Linked DNA regions of Ovis aries: region 2 is linked to region 1. A link is a contact called in public Hi-C data. All regions are on one chromosome and are shown on one strand. Each heading gives the region's core, a stretch centred on a gene start, on an enhancer-like site or on the middle of the called end of the contact. The rest is flanking DNA. Distances are from core to core; before and after follow the strand shown. Region 1 holds the start of STK17A (serine/threonine kinase 17a). Region 2 holds the start of PSMA2 (proteasome 20S subunit alpha 2).

Region 1 (5,070 bases), core at 1,401-3,900:
TTCTATATCTATAAATATTTAAATTCAGAAGACATCATTTTTATTGTTATATACAGTTCCTATTTATTTATATCTAGCCACATATTAATCCCTTTATTCTTCTGCATCCCTTCAGACATTCTCACAATTTTATCTGGGATTACTTTTCCAGCTACGTAAAGAACTCCTTTTCAAATTTCCTTTAATGTAAGTCAGCTGATGATCTTAGTGTTTGTTATAAAAATGGCTGTATTTTACTTTCAATTTTGAAGAACATTTTTACTGGATAGTATATAATCTAGATTGGCAGCTAATTTCTTTTAGCATTTTGAAGATATCTGAAGATAGTTATTCTCCATTGTTTGAGAATAAGCTCTTGATCTTCTGTTGCTCTTTTGCAGATAATATATATCTCCTATATATATATTATATATATAGATAATATATATCTCCTTTCTATAATATATATATCTCCTTTCTCTATTTTTTCAAGATTTTTGTCTTCAGTTCTTAGTAGTTGACTATGATCTGCTTAGGTATGATTTTCTTTTCTTGAAACCCTGCTTAATATTTATAAAGTTTCTTGATTCTATGAGTTGTTGTCCTTCATTAAGTTTGAAGAATTCCTGGCCGCTATATTTTAAAATATTGCTTCTTTTTTCTCTTCCCTCTCCGTCTGATACTTCAGTTATATGTATGTTAGAACATTTTAACACATAGTACCTTATGTGCTTTAGTCTCTTTTCTGAACATTATTTCCTCTTATCTCTCGTGTTTCACTTTGCAAATTTTTTTATCTATTAAGATCCCTAATCAGGTTCACTAACTCTTTCTTAAGCTTCATAGAATCTGTTATTAAACCCATCTATTCAGTCGTACTTTTAGTTTGTGGGTTTTTCCTCCAGTTCTAAAAAGCCCATTTTATTCTTTGGATTTCTCAGTTCTGTGCTGAAATTCTCTATCTTATAATTTAATTTCTTGAAGATATTAAACACAATTATTTAAAATGTCTTTAAAATTCATTATCTGCATCTTCTTCCTGTTTATTACTTTTTCTATTTTCTATCTTTTTCTCTCAGTTTCTAAGATAATTCTTCTTGTGTGCCCCCCTTTTAAATTAAGTGCCCGACATTGTGTATGAAATATTGTAGAGATAATGTTGACCTTGGATGATGGTGTTTTCCTCCAGAGGGGATTTTCTATTGCGTTTTGAAGCTGTTCTTCAGTCCTTGAGAGAGCTTGTCTATTTCCCTTTACCAGTACTCCTAAGATGTAGCACTTTGGGGTGCCAACTACAAGTCTAGAGTGTCTACCAGCTCCTTCTTCTTAGCAGATCCCTAAACTCCAGTTTTTTGTCTCTCCAGCCTGATGAGACACCTAAAAGCCCTGCTTATTTTCTCACCCTTTCAGTCATTGCTTTGGAATTATCAAATGCTTCATGGGAAAGGGGTGCCATTCTGGGATGCCCTTCTTGTCTGGATCTCAGTGATTCAAGTTCTTGCTGCTTTTGAAACTCTCTGATGTTTCAAGTAGAGGACTATCTGATTTGGAAAAATTTGCCAACTTTCTCAGTGAGAGTATTGATCACACATAGACTAACTCATCATTGCCAGAAGCAAAACTCTGAGGAATGACATGATCTAATTTAGATTTTTTAAAAGATCACTCTGGTGGCCTCAAAAATAAGTGATGTGGAATTGAGGAGGAAGAGGGATGGTAGCAGATAGCCTAGTTAGGGAGCTATCACAATAATCCAGACAAAAGAGAATGGTAGTTGTGGTCATGGGGAAATGGAGAGGAGTGATCAGATTCTGGATATGTTTTGAAGGTAAAGCCAAGAGGATTTCTTACAAAATGGATGAGGGGTATGAGAGAAAGAGAGGAGTCAATGTTGACCCCAAGGTCTTTGGCTTGAACCACTGGAAGGATGGAAATAGCATTTACTGAGGTGGGGAAACTTGGTGGGACTGAATTTATGAAGGATGATCAGGAGATGACTTCTGCTGGTTAAATTTGAAATGCTAATTTGTTATCCAACTGGTGATGCCAAGTGTATACTTCAATATATGAGTGTGAAGTTCAGAGAATGGTTGGAAACTAGAGATAAAAATTTTGTAGTCGTGAGCATACGGATGTAATTAAAACCTCAAGACCGGATGAGAGCACCTTGAAAGTTAAATATAGAGAAGACTGTAGGGCTGGTATGCGGGTTTAAAAATATTTATCCATCTCTTGCCTTCATGTCCTCCTCTCAGTGTGGGAATGTACCAGATGCCCCAGGCAACTTCCACGTGCTGTACAGCAGCCCTGATCAGCCCTGATCATCACCTCTCCTGACCCGCCCAAGGGAAGGGATCGTGAAGCTCTGGCTGGTAGCTCCTACGCATTTTCATTAATGTAGGGCTCAGATTTGCAACACTCAGATGCTTAGCAGGTGCGTAACTGGCTGACGCAGCGGGTCCTCCAGTCAGAAGGGTGGTGCTGTGAGTCGCCTGCAGATTGTCGGGGCCGGCTGCCGGGCCCCCCGCCAGGCTGCACCTTCTCCCCCTCAGCTGCAGAGGGCGCGCGCGAGGCACGCGGCCCTCAGGAACCCACTGGAGCTCCCCGGGGGGCAGGGGAGAGGCGGGGCCGGACGTGGGGCGGAGCCAGGCGGCCTGGAGGCAGCCGGCCGCAGTCTGTGCGCAGCTCCGGGCAGAGCGGGTGGCATCCTCGCGCCGGCTCGGGGCAGCTGGAGGCGGGGCCGTTACCCGCCGGGAGCTCCGAGCGAGCCGGGTGGCAGGCAAGAAAAGCACGCCCGAGCGCCATGATTCCTCTCGAGAAGCCGGGCAGCGGCGGCTCTTCCCCGGCCGCCGCCTCCGGCTCGGGTCGGGCTGGCCGGGGTCTGGGCACGCCGCGCCGGCCGCCGCCCCCGACCCAGGCCCGCGGGCTGCTGACGGAGATCCGCACCGCTGTGCGCACCGAGCCCTTTCAGGACGCCTACACCCTGACCCCGGGCCGGGAGTTGGGCAGGTGAGGCCGGCGGGCGCGCGCAGATAAGTGCGGGAGGCCGGCCGGCGCGGGGGCAGATAGCGCGTCGGGACCGGGTACAGACGTGGGTGCGGGCGGCGATTAGGGCGGCGGGGCCCCCCGGCCACGAGTCCACGCGCGGCTTCCTCCAAAGCCGTGGTAGCGGCCATGAGAAAGGCTGCCGCCAGAAGCTAGACCCCTTCCTCTTTTTGCTGTGGGCGTTTCAGCCTCTGTGGTCCCCTGTACGGTAACTTAACGAGGTGGCGTGGGAACCACGCTGCAAATCTTTCCCCGCGGCAGCGAGTCTGAAGTCAGCACAGGTGTGGAGTCAGCTTTGGTCTTGCCTGCGAACTTGTGGGTTCCTGCTTCTCTCTCTGTGGCTGTGATAGAGGAGCGCAGAACCCCGAGCGTAACAGCTTCTTGCGCACCAGCCCTGGGCCAGTTTCCGTCAACCGCTTTCTGCTGACTTCAGTTGCGATTTCTTGGGTTTGTGCTGTTTGCGTTCTGAAATATTTAGGTCCGTGTGCTTTAAGTTCAGATCGGTTTCACTTGTGGACTCTGGGCCCTTCCTTGTCTGACTCTTTCTACGCAGTGATACAGCCCTTGCCTTTTCTTCCCCATCTCGTTGTTGTTTTGTAGGGGTAGGGAGAGCTTAGAATTTGGTCTGTTTTTAAAATCGCAAAAGGTGAAGGCTGTTGGGATACTTTACGTCTTGTACGTTGAAGAGGGGTCACAGTGTGATAGGTTTTGTTGTTTAGTCGTAAATCATGTCCGACTCTTTTGTGACCCCATGGACTGTAGCCCACCAGGCTCCTCTTGTCCATGAGATTTCCCAGGCAAGAAAAGTGGAGTGGGGTATTGCCATTTCCTTCTGCAGGGGATCTTCCCGACCAGGGATTGAACCAGCATCTCCGTGCAAGCGGATTTTCCTTTCTTTCTTTCTTTTTTATTGCTGACCGACGGGGGAACAGTAGAGGTTTGGGGACCGACTTTTTCTCTGAGAACAGTTTGAAGAAATTGTCAGAAGCACTGGCTTTGGGGTCAGACCCGAGCTCAGATCCCCACTCTGCTTGCTCTGTGTGCCTTTGGACGGTGACTTAGTCTCCCCAGCTTCACGTTTCCCACCCATAATATCAATATAGTGACAGTACCTCCCTCATGGGGGTGTTGAGAAGGTGCAGGGGCTGTATAGGCCAAACCACTGGTCCTGGCACACAGCATTTGATAAGTGTTAGCAGGTGCTGCAGACATCTATCAAGTTGGCAAAATCTCACCATGTAATGGGGAATGGGCCTGACAGTTATAACAGTCTTCATTTGAGGGTCTTGGAAAAAAGTCTTATAACAGTGATTACAACGTTAAAAACAAGCCGCCTTACGAATATTACGGTAACCTTTAGAAATCGTTTTTTGGCAAAGAAACTGACCTTAAAAGTGTCTTATTTATTCCACATGGGAAAAGGAAAAACGTCTTCCAGGGCCAAGCTTTACTTCCCTCTGCTAGGCACTAATTAACTGGATCTTTGTGCACTCTATGACAAAAGAAGACAGCTCCTGACTCATCTAGGTATTCTAATTGGTGAAAATTCCAGACATTCTGAAGTAACTGATTTCTCAAGGAAGGAAAACTAGGACTCCCCATTGTTTGGTTGTCTGGCTTCATTCCACAGAAGGGAAAACACATTACACAACTGAAAAATGTCTTCAGGTGGCAAGCACTGTCTTGTAGGCTCGTAATAGATGATTTAATCCGAAAACAATTGATTTGCTCCCTACCAGGTGTTGTGACAATCCCTCCAGGAACCAGGGAGGTTACATCAACTTTCATTTTAACCTCTATTATAAAATTAGTTTGTCTGTAAAGTTGTGTTCGTTTGCTTGAAGGTTATGACATCTGTTACATATCTTATATGAATTTCTTTACATAAGCAAAAACTCCAGAAGCACAGAATACAGTTAGATAGGTACTTGATATAAGAGCCCAAAACTGAAAAAGAAAATGAATGTATTTGTTTCTTTTTGGTTCCGTTTTCTTCACGGAGAAGTGTAACACAGTGTTTAAGAACATGGACTTAGCAGTTAGTCA
Region 2 (5,070 bases), core at 846-3,345, 620 kb before region 1:
ACTCCCTGCTCACTATACTCTAACACACTGGCCTATCAATTCAGTCTTAAACTTCAGCATTTTCAAACATGCTTTTCCCTGTCTGCAACTCTCCCTACCCCTATATCTTCAAATAGTTGGCTCCCTTTCATCTTCCAGTCCCCTCAAACAGCCCCCAAGCATTGGTCTTTCCTGACCACCCAATCTAAAGTTACATTCCTTCTTTCGCCCTCTCAATAAAAATTCCTGAGGAAGGGAAAAACATTCTTCAGAGTGTATGAGTAGGCACCCATTTGTTTACCCACTGATTGTCAATGAAGTGAAAGTCGCTCAGTCCTGTCTGACTCTGCAACCCCATAGACTATACATTCCATGGAATTCTCCAGGCCAGAATACTGGAGTAAGTAGCCTTTCCCTTCTCCAGGAGATCTTCCCAACCCAACCAGGTCTCCTGCATTGCAGGCAGATTCTTTACCAGCTGAACCACAAGGGAAACCCAAGAATACTGGAGTGGGTAACCTACCCCTTCTCCAGCAGATCCTCCTGACCCAGGAATTGAACAGGGGTCTCCTGCATTACAGGAGGATTCTTTACCAGCTGAGCTAAGAGGGAAGCCCACTGGTTGTCAATATCCCCAACTAAATGTTATCCTCAAGAACACCTTTTCATCCTATAGTATAGTCTCTTATCACATCTACCATTAATAATTCTGATTACAACAGGACAGAAACAATTTTTAAAATCCAAAACAGAATTGCACCATCATATTAAAAAAAAAAAACAAGAGTGTGTTTAAACAAGGAAATTTATTATGGAAAGATTCAGTCCCTGATAACATATGGTTGTTTCATGTTTCAGCTGGGATTAGGATAACACTTTCTTAAAGATAAAGGTCCAGATTTTGTCTCTGAATACGAACAGTAGCGACCTGTCAAACTTTGTTTCATATCATTGTATATGAAGAGATCTTTTTTAAAAAAGATAAATATTCTAGTATTTTCAGAAGACATTACACAGTAATGCAAAGTGTATTAATTTTGTCGTCAGAAAGAACCCAGTTTAAATATTAACCTATGACCAGGGAGGAGTTATTGAATTTGAGTTGTGGTCAGCTCATCTGTAAAATGTTTAGAAAACATGTATCACACAGAGTAGCCTAAAGAGATGGGAGTAAGCTCCACCCACACAGAAAGTACTCAACAAGTTGGATGCCGCCCGTCTTTAGCTGTCAGATAATATTTTTAATTAAACAGGCCATTACTGATCTGTAGGAAAATGGCCAAATTGAATCCTTCTCCCGTCAGTACAGCCTTTGGTGACGGTTTTCTTACACCGGGAACGATGATAGTGCATCTCTGATTTATTTTGAAAAACATGCTTACATAAATATTCTAAAGTTCAAAAGCCTACCATCTTTCTTTAAATAAACATATCCCCCTTCAAAAATAACAGCCCCAAAGCAAATACAGCCTATTTTGGAGCCCACAAAGACAAGGGGCTAGAAACACTACCACTTTCACTTTCAGTTCTTAAGCTTCCAGTAGGGGCACCGAAGAAATCGAAAGCGGGAAAAGGTTTCCAAAGACATTAGCGCCAAATGGAAGCTAAGACTAGAACTGAACTGTAAAGTTGGGTCTTTCCAAGAAAAAGGAACCCCACAGGGCTGACCAAGATTCCGACCTCCAGAAGCTCCTGAATCAGGCCTACTTGAGTCAGGAAGAAAGAGTTCTGAACAGGAAACCTGAAAGCAGCTCATTCAAAATTGCCTTTTTCTCTAGTTCCAAAGCGAAAGAAAATCCCTGGGTGAGGGCCTCAACTTCCCACAGCGCCTAGATCTCCCAGGATACCCTGACTCGCGTTCCCACGGTCCCCAGGCACCAATGCTCCCCAGGCCGCGGGAAGGCCCCGCAAATGACTTGGCAAACTCGCATTTCCACCCCCATTTCCTACGAGGCCCTCAGGAAGCGCCAAGTCAGAGACCAGGAAGGTAAAAACCTGGTCGGCAGAGCTCCTGCAACCTCGGTTACGTGGAGGACCTCGGGAGTCCCTTCCATACCTGAATGTAGTCAGCGAAAAGCTGTAACCACGCTCCGCCATCTTTACCCGAAGAACCAACGCACATCCGCGCACATGCGCGCTGAAGCCAGTTTCGTTTCTTTTTCCCCGCCCCGCGCGTTCCTTTCTAGATTTCTGATTGGAGAAAAGGCAGAGCCGCTCCAGAAGAATGCTGGGAGTTATAGTTCCAGGTGCGCGTTTGCCCGACTCTGTGTCTATGCGCATGCTCAAGGTAGGGGCGGGACTCAGAGGCCTGGTGGGGGTGGCTTTCGGCCGAGCAACATGGCGCCCACCATGCTGGTGCTGCTGGTTCCGCCGTTGCCCGTAGCCCGAGGACTTCTCTGGAACTGTTGGAAGCAGCTGCAGCGAAAACTTCTGCAGAGCCGACCAGGTTTTCCCAGTCCTCCATGGGGTACGTAAAGAGGCCTCCGTGGAGAGGGGTTTGGACTGGGGACTCCAGGCAGCGTGGTGAAGTCTGCTCGTATTTAGCCTGCTCCGGTGTTCTGATCTTTGGCTGTGTGTAGGGATCGTTGTCCCGGACATTCACTTGCTTAGGAACAAAGACAGCAGTTTTTGCTCCCCAGTCCCCTGCAAAAAGGAAAAGAAACGTCCTCTGACTGTCCCATTCCTACAGAGAATGTAACCGAAGTGCATTAACTTAGCATCAAGGGACACCGCTCTCTAGATCTTCTTTTCTTTCCAGTCCAGTCCACCACCTAAAGCAGTTTGCCTTCTGTACCATTTGAGCTGTGTCAATTGACTCTTGATCCTCTATTTCCCCTGAAAACTAATTTTAAATGGAAATATCTTGGGTGTTAAAATTGTTGTTGCTTTGATATTTACATCCTACTCGATTTCGAAGTTATCCCGAACATAATAATGATAATACTCGGGAGAGCCCACTAAATGTCAAGTGAAGTGAAGTGAAGTCGCTCAGTCGTGTCCGACTCTTTGCGACCCCATGGACTGTAGCACGCCAGGCTTCTGTGTCCATGGTATTTTCCAGGCAAGAATACTGGAGCGGGTTGCCATTTCCTTCTCCAGGGGATCTTCCCGACTCAAGGATCAAACCCAGCTCTCCCGCATTGTAGGCAGCCGCTTTTACCGTCTCAGCCACTAGGAATGTCCCGCTGAATATCAAAGTCAACATATATTTCGTATAATCTCCACTACGTATAATTTCCACTTTCGTTTAATCTCGTCGTATATTTCATATAATCTCCACTAGGATCCCATTAGGTGTCTCCACTTTTGAACTGAAGAACTAGACTCAGAAAGGCCCCAAGGTCACACAGACCTTCCAGAGCCTGTGCTATTAACCACTGGTCTGTGCTTAGCAATACTTTCAGGTATATTGAAAAGGAGTATCGGTTGTTAAGTGTTAAACAGCGTTGTATATTTTTAAGAGTTCCTAAAATCAAAAGAAATATTACAGGCCTGAGGAATATAGCAAGGAGAGGGTAAATAAATCTTTTTTTAAAGTTTTTATTTTTAATTGAAGGATAATTACTATACAATACTGTGTTGGTTTCTGCCATGCATCATGAATCAGCCATAGGTATACATATGTCCCCTCACTCTTGAACGTCCCTCCCACCTCGCACTAATTTTTATAAACAGTTTAGAAAAACAAAAGTGAAATGGGTTGGTGGTCACAGGAGTAAATTAGTATCCTAGAAAGAGTGATGAGTTAGTTTTTTCCTTAGAGTACTTTCCTTAGGGAACAAGACTAAATATTATGAGAACTAAGTGTCTTAAAGGGCCTATCAGGTTATATGACTGAGGAGCTAACTCAATTTGAATATAATTTAAAAAAAAGACAATCAGCATTTATATCTGTGCTAGTAGGAAGTGGATTTTGAAAGCCTCAAGCTTAAGATTTACTTGTAACTAGGTACTGCCTATCAAGCAGAATGTGGACAATTGAGTGAATTATTATTTTTTTTTTTTTTGCCTTGGTTTGTTTAAATTTGGTGCCTCTCACACTTTTATTCATGTTTACTAAACCTCTCAGTTCTGTATTTTAAGATGAGAAACTTTTGGTAGAATTTCACTGATTCATTTAAGCAAGTGCCACTAAATATTCTGTTCTAAAGTTATTTCAGGTATGAACTTTAAGTATATTTTAATAGCTACTAAGGTTTCCTATTAAATGTCTATTGAATGTAATGTTTTAAGTTACATAGGCCTGCTGATATATTACTTTTGATTGTTAAAGAGAGTGATACTTGGAAACGGTCATTTCAGAGCTAGAAACCATTCTGTATCTCCATGGTTTATTTTGTAGGACCAGCGTTAGCGGTCCAAGGTCCAGCTATATTTTCAGAACCAACAAATGATACCAGTGGAAGTACAGAGACGTCCAGCCTTTCGGATAGTATATTTTGGATGGCGGCTCCTAAAAACAGGCGCAGCATTGAAGTGAACCGCTGTAGGAGAAGAAACCCTCATAAGCTTATTAAAGTTAAGGTAATATGGTGATTTTTGTGGGTGTACTTTTTCTCATGTCCACCACTGCATCATCTCTTGATTTGTCCATATAACCTATGAGTAAATTATTTTTAGATCCTGTATGTCTACCTTTCCCTGCTCTAAATAAATCCAATATTCTTGTTATATATGCGTCTACTGTTCTGTAGGCTAAATGCTCAGAACACAGTCAAGGAGGGAGTTCAGAGTCTGGACAGAGGACTGGGTTATAACGAGTCTGTGTGACTTTTGTATTGTGAGCTGTGCCAGTCCTGAGCTGTGTGATTTTGAACTATATGTAAATAAACGTTTTAACTATTGCAGAGCCTAAAAGTCAGAAGCAGTAGATCTGTTTGATATGAGGTTTTATTAACCCTGACAGATTTATTCTCTTCTTTTCCTGAGTCCAATGAGATACTGTGAAGTAAAATCCTTAGATAAGTAGTAAAAATAGTTAATATCTTAATAAGTGCCTTTGATGTATCTAAGTGCTTTACATGAATTATATTTTCAGAACAGCTCTCTGAAGTAAATATTGTTTTGCTCAGCTTGAGAATGAAGAAACTG

The links. A called contact is a pair of places that touch in the nucleus more often than the background predicts.
Region 2: a Hi-C map of skin fibroblasts shows a contact between it and region 1, with 2.1 times the contacts expected there. The contact joins the promoter of PSMA2 here to the promoter of STK17A in region 1. A contact is called at or near these places in 2 of 16 Hi-C or Micro-C datasets (muscle and skin fibroblasts).

Annotation. Positions count from the first base shown.
Region 1 is chr4:79,167,590-79,172,659 of ARS-UI_Ramb_v3.0, reverse strand. It overlaps STK17A (serine/threonine kinase 17a), which reads left to right and starts at 2,650. Exons shown (of 7, transcript XM_027968745.2): 1 at 2,650-2,988. The coding sequence starts at 2,783.
Region 2 is chr4:79,789,777-79,794,846 of ARS-UI_Ramb_v3.0, reverse strand. It overlaps PSMA2 (proteasome 20S subunit alpha 2), which reads right to left and starts at 2,095. Exons shown (of 8, transcript XM_004007997.6): 1 at 2,036-2,095. The coding sequence starts at 2,076. It overlaps MRPL32 (mitochondrial ribosomal protein L32), which reads left to right and starts at 2,288. Exons shown (of 3, transcript XM_004007996.6): 1 at 2,288-2,446; 2 at 4,322-4,503. The coding sequence starts at 2,317.